Regions from separate parts of the Arabidopsis thaliana genome. Here region 2 is linked to region 1. The links are chromatin contacts, called in public capture Hi-C maps. All regions are on one chromosome and are shown on one strand. Each heading gives the region's core, a stretch centred on a gene start, on an enhancer-like site or on the middle of the called end of the contact. The rest is flanking DNA. Distances are from core to core; before and after follow the strand shown.

What was found. Capture Hi-C pulls out chosen DNA fragments and counts their contacts.
Region 2: a contact with region 1 is called in a capture Hi-C map of seedling, with 4 times the contacts expected there. The contact joins the promoter of AT5G34930 here to the promoter of PAP26 in region 1. A contact is called at or near these places in 1 of 26 Hi-C or Micro-C datasets (root) and 1 of 3 other capture datasets (seedling).

The regions. Positions count from the first base shown.
Region 1 is chr5:13,108,481-13,113,532 of TAIR10.1, reverse strand. It overlaps PAP26 (purple acid phosphatase 26), which reads left to right and starts at 1,877. Exons shown (of 9, transcript NM_122874.4): 1 at 1,877-2,150; 2 at 2,284-2,684; 3 at 2,757-2,868; 4 at 3,007-3,233; 5 at 3,581-3,719; 6 at 3,886-4,106; 7 at 4,193-4,314; 8 at 4,747-4,908; 9 at 4,983-5,052. The coding sequence starts at 2,316.
Region 2 is chr5:13,230,008-13,235,057 of TAIR10.1, reverse strand. It overlaps AT5G34930 (arogenate dehydrogenase), which reads right to left and starts at 1,701. Exons shown (of 2, transcript NM_001344090.1): 1 at 530-1,701; 2 at 1-436. The coding sequence starts at 1,617.

The DNA.
Region 1 (5,052 bases), core at 628-3,127:
ACTTATAGTATAACTGAGCGTAGAATTACGGTTGACTTAATGAAAATTTTTATGAGTTATGAGATAATCCAACCTACATTACGGCTGACTTAAAGAGATTTGTCTGAGTTATGAGAATTTCAAGAATAACCCAGCCTAAGTTACGACTGAGTTTTTACCTAATGGTTGATTGTCAAAACTTTGGCTGAGTTATTCTCTTGACACGGTTGAGTTAACTTTTTCGACTGGCTGAGTTATCAAAGACGGCTTAGTTATGGGATGTCCTTACAACTGATTTATGTTCGAGTGTCATAAATCAGCCGTAATGAGCTGGATTAACGGATAACTCGGCCTAGTTACGGCTGACTTAGTAGCAAAAGATTAATTACTTTAATAGCAAGCAATTACGACCGACTTATTAAACAATACAGATGAGTTAAAGATTGTAGGTTGAGTTACAACATTAAACGACTGAATTAACTTGTCGTTTTTTTTTTGTTTTTTAATTACTGTAATAGTATTCATGTTGCGGCTGACTTCTAGTTTTGTTTAATGGCTAATTTATTTAGGCAAATTTTCATGTTTGTTTGGTGGCTTACTTGCTACTTCATCAATTAAAAAATTACGTCGATGTAACATTTCATTTCATCATCATTAAAAGAAATACGAAACATCTTTTTTTCAACTCGTCTTTTTCACCTGAGTTTTTCACATCACTGGAACTTCCAATTCGTCATCGTCTTCCTCATTCTTTTTCATTTTCTTACATCCTTCGCCCGATATAATCAATCCGGTTCTAGAAATTGTTATTTGTGGTAACTGGGTAAAGAATTTGTATTTAACACTAACGATAGAGGGTGAAGAGTTGTGCAAATTTATGCGGAAAGAACGCACGATAAGCTTGTAAAGTTGGTGTTCGATGACTATGGTTTGAATGAGTTGAGCCATCAGTTAAAGCTGAGCTACATGTTCTCGAACAAGGCTATGAAAAATATGTATATTCGTAATAACTTAGCCGTAATATGTAGATTTCCGCGACCTTTCATCTTATGTGTAGCATTATAATTCAGCCGTAACATGTAAATTTGCTGCGAAACAATAACAGGGAGGGAAACCAAAACGTTCCTCTTAATGAGGTGGATTATCATAATTTTCATTAATCATTTTTAGTTATAAATAATAATAAAAAATCTTAATTAAAAAAAACTAATCAAGAGTGTTAATTTTAATTACACAATTGCACAAAATATATAAGTAATGTTTAGAGAATGTATGATATTCTAACAATATTCCAACTTTCTATAACATTTCAGTAAATATTTCATATATTTTGGGTAATAAGTTTGGCACTTTTTAAATTCACTAAAATAAATCTAAAATTCTTAATTTATTTTTCTTATCACCATTATATCTTTGCCGGCTTGCTGCGCCTTACGCTAATAACTATTCTAATAGACTAATAAAAGGAGAGTGAAGCCCTATTTAACGCCCCGACCGTTCCTATATGTGGATCCTACGTCCTCTCTCAGCCCCATGAGCACACCCCTGTCCGACGGTCGGTATGCCACGTCCGAGAAGCTTTAAAGACTTGTTACCACATGATATTTTCTCTTGCTTTATCCTCACTCGCATAGTTCCGACAATCATTTATCGGAAGGTCACCCATCATAAAACTATTCCAGTTCAAACACTCATAACTGTGAAATTCTTTTTTGAATCAAAACCTTTGACCGAAAAAGATAACTACTCTTTGGTGACATATATAGCCAAATCAATTCTTTTATATTTTTCCGCATGAACTATTATATTTTTGAAACTGAAGTATTATATCCTACTTTTATATATATATATATATATAATATAATTAAACTTAAAAATCAAATTAAAAACTTTGCGTCGTAGATGCTCTTAGAAACTTTTTCTCCAGCGATATCGTGGAAGTCTTGAGTCCAAACTTTTTCTTGACACCAAACTATTTCTAAGAATATCAAATTAGTTAAAAGGTTACGTTATGCACTTTAATGCTTAAGACCCAATCCATTTCCCTCAACCAATCATAAATCTCCACGTATGTGGTCACCTTCTTCGATAGCTCATTCATACATATCCGACGGGCTTATTAATGTCATCGAGACGATAATCTCCCAAATGTCATCTCCTTCATCTCTCAGGTAATATCCATAACCTCTCTCTCGATTTCTTCAGATCTTAAAATCACAACGAATTTCTCAGATTGTATCTTAAGATTTGCTTCATTCTAGATTTGAAATCAACATTCAGATTCGCGATTCTTTGTGGCTACAGGTAAAAAAACTGAGTCGAGATTTGGTGACGTGATGAATCATTTGGTGATAATCTCTGTGTTCTTGAGCTCAGTATTGTTGTTATATAGAGGAGAATCTGGAATCACAAGTAGTTTTATTCGATCTGAATGGCCTGCGGTTGATATACCACTTGATCATCATGTTTTCAAAGTCCCAAAAGGATATAATGCACCACAACAAGTACACATAACTCAAGGTGATTATGATGGTAAAGCTGTTATCATCTCTTGGGTTACACCTGATGAACCTGGTTCTAGCCAAGTACATTACGGTGCGGTTCAGGGGAAATATGAGTTTGTTGCTCAAGGGACTTACCATAACTACACGTTTTACAAGTATAAGTCTGGCTTTATTCATCACTGCCTTGTCTCTGACCTTGAGGTATCTGAGTTTATATTTTATATTTGGTGGTTAGATTACATACAAATGCTGATTTTCTTTTTTTGTTATCAGCATGATACAAAATACTATTACAAGATTGAAAGCGGTGAATCTTCTCGAGAGTTTTGGTTTGTTACACCACCACATGTACATCCAGATGCTTCCTACAAGTTTGGTATTATAGGTTAGTAGTTTGATCTAAATGCAACTGTGCTTTAAGATTCATTGCAGAGGTAGTTTGTAGTATTGTTTCAATGAGAGTTACTTGACTTGTTTCTCTAGCTCTGTACTAGCCAAACTCAGTTTTACTTACGAATTGTAGGCGATATGGGTCAGACATTCAACTCGTTATCCACGTTGGAACATTACATGGAGAGTGGAGCTCAGGCTGTTTTATTTCTTGGAGATCTTTCTTATGCTGATAGATATCAGTATAATGACGTTGGTGTGAGATGGGATAGCTGGGGTCGTTTTGTGGAGCGTAGTACCGCTTATCAACCGTGGCTTTGGTCTGCAGGAAATCATGAAGTAGATTACATGCCATACATGGTTAATATCTGATTCATCTTATACTTACTTTCTACCTAGCCAAGTAACATATAGGTTATGCATAAATTCGACTCCTATGGAATTTAAAATAGTGAGTGGTTCGAACTGCTACGGTTTTTGCATTTTAACAGTTTCTCAGACAGATCAATGGAAAAGGTTCTTAAGAAAGTATGCTGAAGATTAGAAGATATAAATGAACTGGTTACATGAATTTTGATATGATTAAATATAGGACAGGAAAATGAAAAATTCATTATAGCTATTACTTGTAATTTCTATTCCGATTGTGCGCTTGACTTCTGTTTTTGCTTCTCCTAAGAGTTCTCAAACATGTAAAACATTTACAGGGGGAGGTGACACCTTTCAGGAATTACCTTCAGCGTTACACTACGCCTTACTTAGCCTCAAAAAGTAGCAGTCCTCTTTGGTACGCTGTTAGGCGTGCATCTGCTCATATCATTGTCCTCTCCAGCTATTCGCCTTTTGGTAATACCTTAACTGCTCAACAACATCCCCTGCTTCTAACTTTTTTGTTCTTTACTTTATAAGTAAAAGATTTACCCAAATGAGTGGTTAAGCATGACTCTTTCTTATAAGTAAAAGATTTACCCAAATGAGTGGTTAAGCATGACTCTTTCTGTGTGTTGTACAGTGAAGTATACCCCGCAATGGCACTGGCTTAGTGAAGAGCTTACAAGAGTTGATAGGGAGAAAACACCTTGGCTAATTGTTTTGATGCACGTCCCAATATACAACAGTAATGAAGCACATTTCATGGAGGGTGAAAGCATGCGAGCAGCTTTTGAGGAGTGGTTTGTCCAACACAAAGTTGATGTAATCTTTGCTGGGCATGTTCATGCCTACGAGAGATCGGTACTTTCGTATTACCATAAGCTCCGCATAGAATATATATGTTTCATTGTGTTTAGTAAAATCTTTGTTTTGTTTCTCCATCTCAGTACCGAATATCAAATGTGCGGTATAACGTGTCAAGCGGAGATCGTTACCCAGTTCCAGATAAGTCAGCGCCTGTTTATATCACAGTTGGAGACGGAGGAAATCAAGAAGGTCTGGCTGGAAGGTTAGTAACATGATCAGATTCAATTAGATTACTGGAACACAAAAAGCGTGAGCCTTGGAATGTTATAAGTACGATGTTATAAAACTGCTTCTCATTCCAATTCGCTATAAGACTTGACTAAGGAGAGACACTCTCCACCAAATGCCTAACCACAACCTAGAAAATACACACCCGAAAACGATCTGCCGAGATATCCTTACAACCCCAGACCTGGCTAACTGCTCTTTAAGCAACTCACAACAGCTCTAGTCTGCTACACGCAGTTCTAGGCTAGGAGGTATAATAAGACCTATAGCTAAGCCGCTGATGAAGATCCACAGAGCTGATCAGAATGATAATAAAAGTTGCGAAAGTCTCATATGTAGTAGAGCTGTAGAGTTGTTATTATTTACTAGTATTGGGTGATGAGAAAATGTGCCCTTTTTGTTTCAGGTTTACGGAACCACAGCCAGATTATTCTGCATTTCGGGAAGCTAGCTATGGCCACTCTACTCTGGATATAAAGAACCGAACACACGCTATATACCACTGGAACCGCAATGATGATGGGAAGAAAGTGGCAACGGATGAATTTGTATTACACAACCAGTACTGGTAAGTTTTCTATTTCTCACGTTAGTAATCTTAGTAACTGCATAGATGGAGTACTAAGTGAATACAATGCGCAGGGGAAAGAACATTCGACGGAGAAAGCTTAAGAAGCATTATATCAGGAGTGTTGTTGGTGGCTGGATCGCC
Region 2 (5,050 bases), core at 452-2,951, 120 kb before region 1:
ACTCTCTGGCCCAAACATAGGATGCGTGCACAAAATATCAAAATCTTGTGGGAGAGTTTGAAGAAATAAATTCCTCGGGAACTCTTTTACTGAGAGTACATCCACAAAAAGTGTGCTTCTCTTCAGTCTCTGAAACGGTAGTGACTCGAGAACTTTTTCAGTCGAAAGGATTGACGTACAGAGAATAATAACTTCAGGATGCTCTTCAAATAGATCATCAAGATCTGAAAAATACGAAACACCGAGCTTTGCTGCTTCATCAGTGTAGTCACTTCTGGAATAAGCTAACACAGTGTGACCCTGCTTGACCATGGTTTTACCTAGAAACTGTCCAAAATTTCCAAACCCGACGATACCAATCTTGAGCCTCGAACCGTCATTAACACTACCAGACACCTGGGAGTTATATTCATACTTCACAACAACATCTTCTGACCTGCAAGATCACAAATCGATAACTATTTACAATAAGAAACCAAATCCAAAATGCATCAAACCACACAATGTAACTAACTAACTAACTACATACCTCATCATATCCAAAGAAGCATCATTTTCACCACAATTTGGAAAAACATGAACTTTCTTTGCTTCACCTTCAAAAGACTGCTTCCTCACAACACCGTGAAGCCGACTAAAAAGCTCCTTACGCAAAGCCTCGAAAGCCAAATCAATCCTCTCTAACACCTCCAAAGAGTTGTTATTATACACAAACAACCCATAATACAAATCAAAACTATCCCCACAAATATTCTCAGCTAAATCAAGCAACGCCTCGTACCCTTTCGTATTAATCGGCGTCGATATCAACTTCAACATCCCCAAAAGCCTACCAAGAGTATGAGTTATAAACTGTGATTCAGCAGCAAACTTATCATGATCAGTAACACTCATCTCCACCATCTCACATCCTTCTCTAACAAAAATCTCAAGAAAACTCTCACACCTTGAGACTCTCAATCTCTCTTCCCCAATCCTAACTTTATCATACACAAATCTTAATCCTCTCCAGCCATGATTTGAACTCACACTCTGAGGACCAAACATTGGATGTGTACAAAGAATATCGAAATCTTCAGGTAAGTATTGAAGGAGAAGAGTTTTAGCAAACTCTTTAACGGAGAGAACATCAACGAAGAGAGTGTTGCGACGGAGTCTCTGAAACGGCAACGTTTTGAGAATATTCTCTATGGAGAGGATTGAAGTACAGAGAAGGACTACGTCAGGATGACGTTCGCAGAGATCGTGAAGATCGGTGAAGTATGAGACACCGAGACGGCGAGCGGCGGAGGAGTGATCGGATCGGGAGTGAGCGAAGAGAATGTGGCCTTGAGAAATTAGGGTTTCGGCAAGGAATTGGCCGTAGTTTCCGAATCCGATGATGGCGATACGGAGAGGAGGGGTGGCGTTGGAGTTGGAGTTGGGAAGAGGGATGGTGTCGGTGACGGAGAGGTGGCGGTTGGCGGTGGAGAGAGAGAGAGAAGGGAGCATTGAGGAAAGAGAGGTAAATGAGAGGGAGAGAGGAGGTTTGGTGATGAGCTTTGGGAGGAAGAAGAAGGAGGAGGAAGATGAGGATTGATAGAGAAGAAGATGATGAGAATGAGATTGAAAGATCATTTGGAGAAGACGATGATGATGATGATGATGGATTCAACTGTCTCTGCCATTTGAATAGACTTTTGGAGGTTTGTGGAGATCTTCAAGTCTGCACGTTTTAAGAACTTTTGTATTTAATAAAAGAAAGAAATTTTTTTATAATTTTACTAATCATATTACCACTGAACATTTTTCTTTCAAATCAAGATAAAAAAATGAATTAGTAAAATTATCAAATATAAATAGAGGCGTTAATGAGACTAGCTCGAAATGTTACTTAAAATCAGTGTCGAAGAAAACGCTAGGCAGGCGGTAACATAGCGCCTAACGCCTACAATGCTTAATAGGAGTTTAGACGATTTTATACAGTTTAAAAGTTTATAATATAATACATATTGAATATAATATTATAGATAATAAATTATATATAACTATCTATTAGAAAAATTAAAATGTTAAATCATAAACAAAAATTAGTTAAATTCATATCAAAGAATATATATTGAGTTAAGACTTATAAGAAAGTTTTATATAGTTAAAAATAAAAAACAATACAGTAAACCGGAACTTATGCAAATTTAGGCGGTCAAAGCGGTTGTCTACGAGTCACTTAAGAGCGTAGTGCCGCCTAAACCGCTTTTTAGAACACAGCTTAAAATTAATTTATGAGGAAAAAGTAAAAAAAAATTCATGGAGACAACGGGAAGAAAATGAAAACAGAACAAAAACCAAGAGGATAGAAAATTAGAAACTTTAATGAAGAAAAAAAAAAATACATAGGATATCTCGGAAAAAAAGTCTAAAATAAAAGATTTTAGACTATATTATATTATTTTTATAACTTTTTCTAGTTCATATACTCATTTGATGTTTTAAATTGATGAAGACTTCACAATCCCGCCTTAAGAGTGAATGAAATGATGAGAGAGAAAATCGAGATTCGTTGTTTTAAATCCGCGATGTTTTATTAGTTTATTTATGTCATCGGTGATCTCCACTATTTTCATATTTGTTACGGCTTTATACTTTAGTTGGACTTAAAAAATTAATCACTTTATTATTATTGTTAAATATATTACTTTGTTAAATATGATATATCTTTTATATATAAAAACTATATAATCTCTGTAACATTAAAAAAAACTTTAAGAAATTGACCCGTCATCGAACTGGATTGACTCAATGAACCGGTGATCACGAAAGTAGTCCGGTTCATCGTGCGAGTCGGGTTAAAAAACATTGACATATATGTTAATCTATATGTATAACTCAAAAGTAAAAATAAAAACATGAAAAAAGAAGCAGATCACAACAATTAGACAATAAGCTATCATTATACACAATGCGAACAACATTTTGGAAACAACAAACTACGGTTGTATTACAAAACTAGATTTTAACCCGCGGTACACCGCGGAAACAATTTATTTTCTAAAGTTAGTATACATAAAGTTTGCAAATTGTATCTATCTATAAAATATTTTTATTTTATAGTTTACAATTGTTATTAAGTAACGTCCTGTCAAACCCGTCCCACCAATCCGTCCCGTAAAAAAACCATTTATTTTGTAGTAATTAAATGATATTAAATATTTTGGAAGTTTTATTTTAGTAACTAATCGTGTAGTTAATGTGGAGAGATTTAGGGAAGATTGTTAAATGTCAAATATTTAATTTGAAGATTTTTTTCTAATTATCAAAAACAAACATTAAAATCCAGTGGCACCTATTGTAAATAAGTTCCAACTATAGGATTTATTTCACAAAATGGCTGCAAAAATATATATGTAGATACACATTAATTACTATTTCTTCTAGTTTTTTATTTTGGAAAAAAAAATCATAATTACGATAACAATACCTTTTATCTCGTTTTTTATTAGGTTTTAATTTAACTTTTACGTTTATTATATAAAGGGAGGTTAAGTTAGAGATGGGCCAAAAAAAACAAATTAGAAAAATATAAGCTCAATACATTAGACGCTTCTTCTCTCCAATCTACATCACTGGTGCTTCAACTTTCTATTAAACAAAACAAACCAACTTCTATTTGGGCTTTACTTATCTTCTACCCCAATAGCCTCTTAATCCAATTGTGACTAAAGTCATAATTCTTCTTCTTCACAACACTTCCTCTTCTTCTTCATAGAACAACTTCTTCTTCCTCCATTGCTCAACTATCTTTTCTCTTCATCATCTTCTCATCTTTCTCCTCAATTTGCTCTTGTATGGGTTAAGCAATTAATCAATTCCTGGAAAAAAAATTATTTGATTTTGGAATAAAATATAGAATTTTAGAAAAAGCTCATTTGATTTAAAAAGAAATTGTAATTTTATTAATCATATTATTGTTCGATATGGATCGAACCATTACCACTGAGCATTTTTCTTCCAATTCTTGATCAAGATAAAAAAAAGAGTAGAACTATCAAATATCAAGAGAAATGCTGTTGAGAGTAGCTAGAAACTTCACTCAAAATTAATTTGTGTGGAAAAAATAATTGTTTTTTTCATGGGGACAACGTGAAGGAAATAAAAACAGAAAAAAAATCCAGAGAATAAAAAAGTAAAAACTTTAGTGAAGAAATAGAAAAACAACATAGTATATTTCTCCACAAAAAGTATTACAACGTACCAAATAGGCCATTATCCCTCCCCCCCCCCTCCCGGAAACTAAATTTCCCAACTTATATCTCCCCAAATCGATAGTTCGGAACTTATTTCTCCATAAACTTGGTTTAATCGGTTTTTGAACTAAACCCAATAAAAAGACTATTTAAACAGTTACTAAACCATTTATATTAAACGTCTTTAAATTTAGATAGTTTTAATAACGAAAAGCAAAATAAAATCATTTATAAAAAAATGAAAAAGCAATCTAGTGTTATCCAGATCTCTGTTTTTGCAAACACCATTAGTCACAATGTTGCATATGACAATCTTAGGTTTGAATCCCATGTAGGCCATTGAATCAAAGAGTGACACGGCCTCCTGAAACTTTATTTTGTGACAAAAGTCTTTGAATAGGGAGAAATGATCTCTTAAGTCCCTTTTTGACAACACAAAATCTTTTAAATCTTTTTAGAGTCTATGTATCCCTCCTCTCTATAAATGAAATATGCAGTGACAAATTTATCTTTTGTTTATTTGAAAATATGAAAATAGTTTATTGAAAAAAAAAAAAAAAAAAAAGAATTCAAACCCAGAAAAAAAAAGACGCCATGTTCGAACTCGAGCTCCATTGATGACATCTCCTACGTTGAGCTGCATTGTTGTCGTTTCGTTCCCTTCGCCAAGCTGCGTCGACCTTGAAAGTTTAGGTATATTTCTCTAGCTGCATAGAGCTTCAAATTCGCTCTTTTTGGATTGACAAATTTTAGTGATTCAATTGAGATTAAATCCAATTAGATTTGTGTTTTTTGTTTTAGTACCCACATTGAAAGTTTAAGCATAG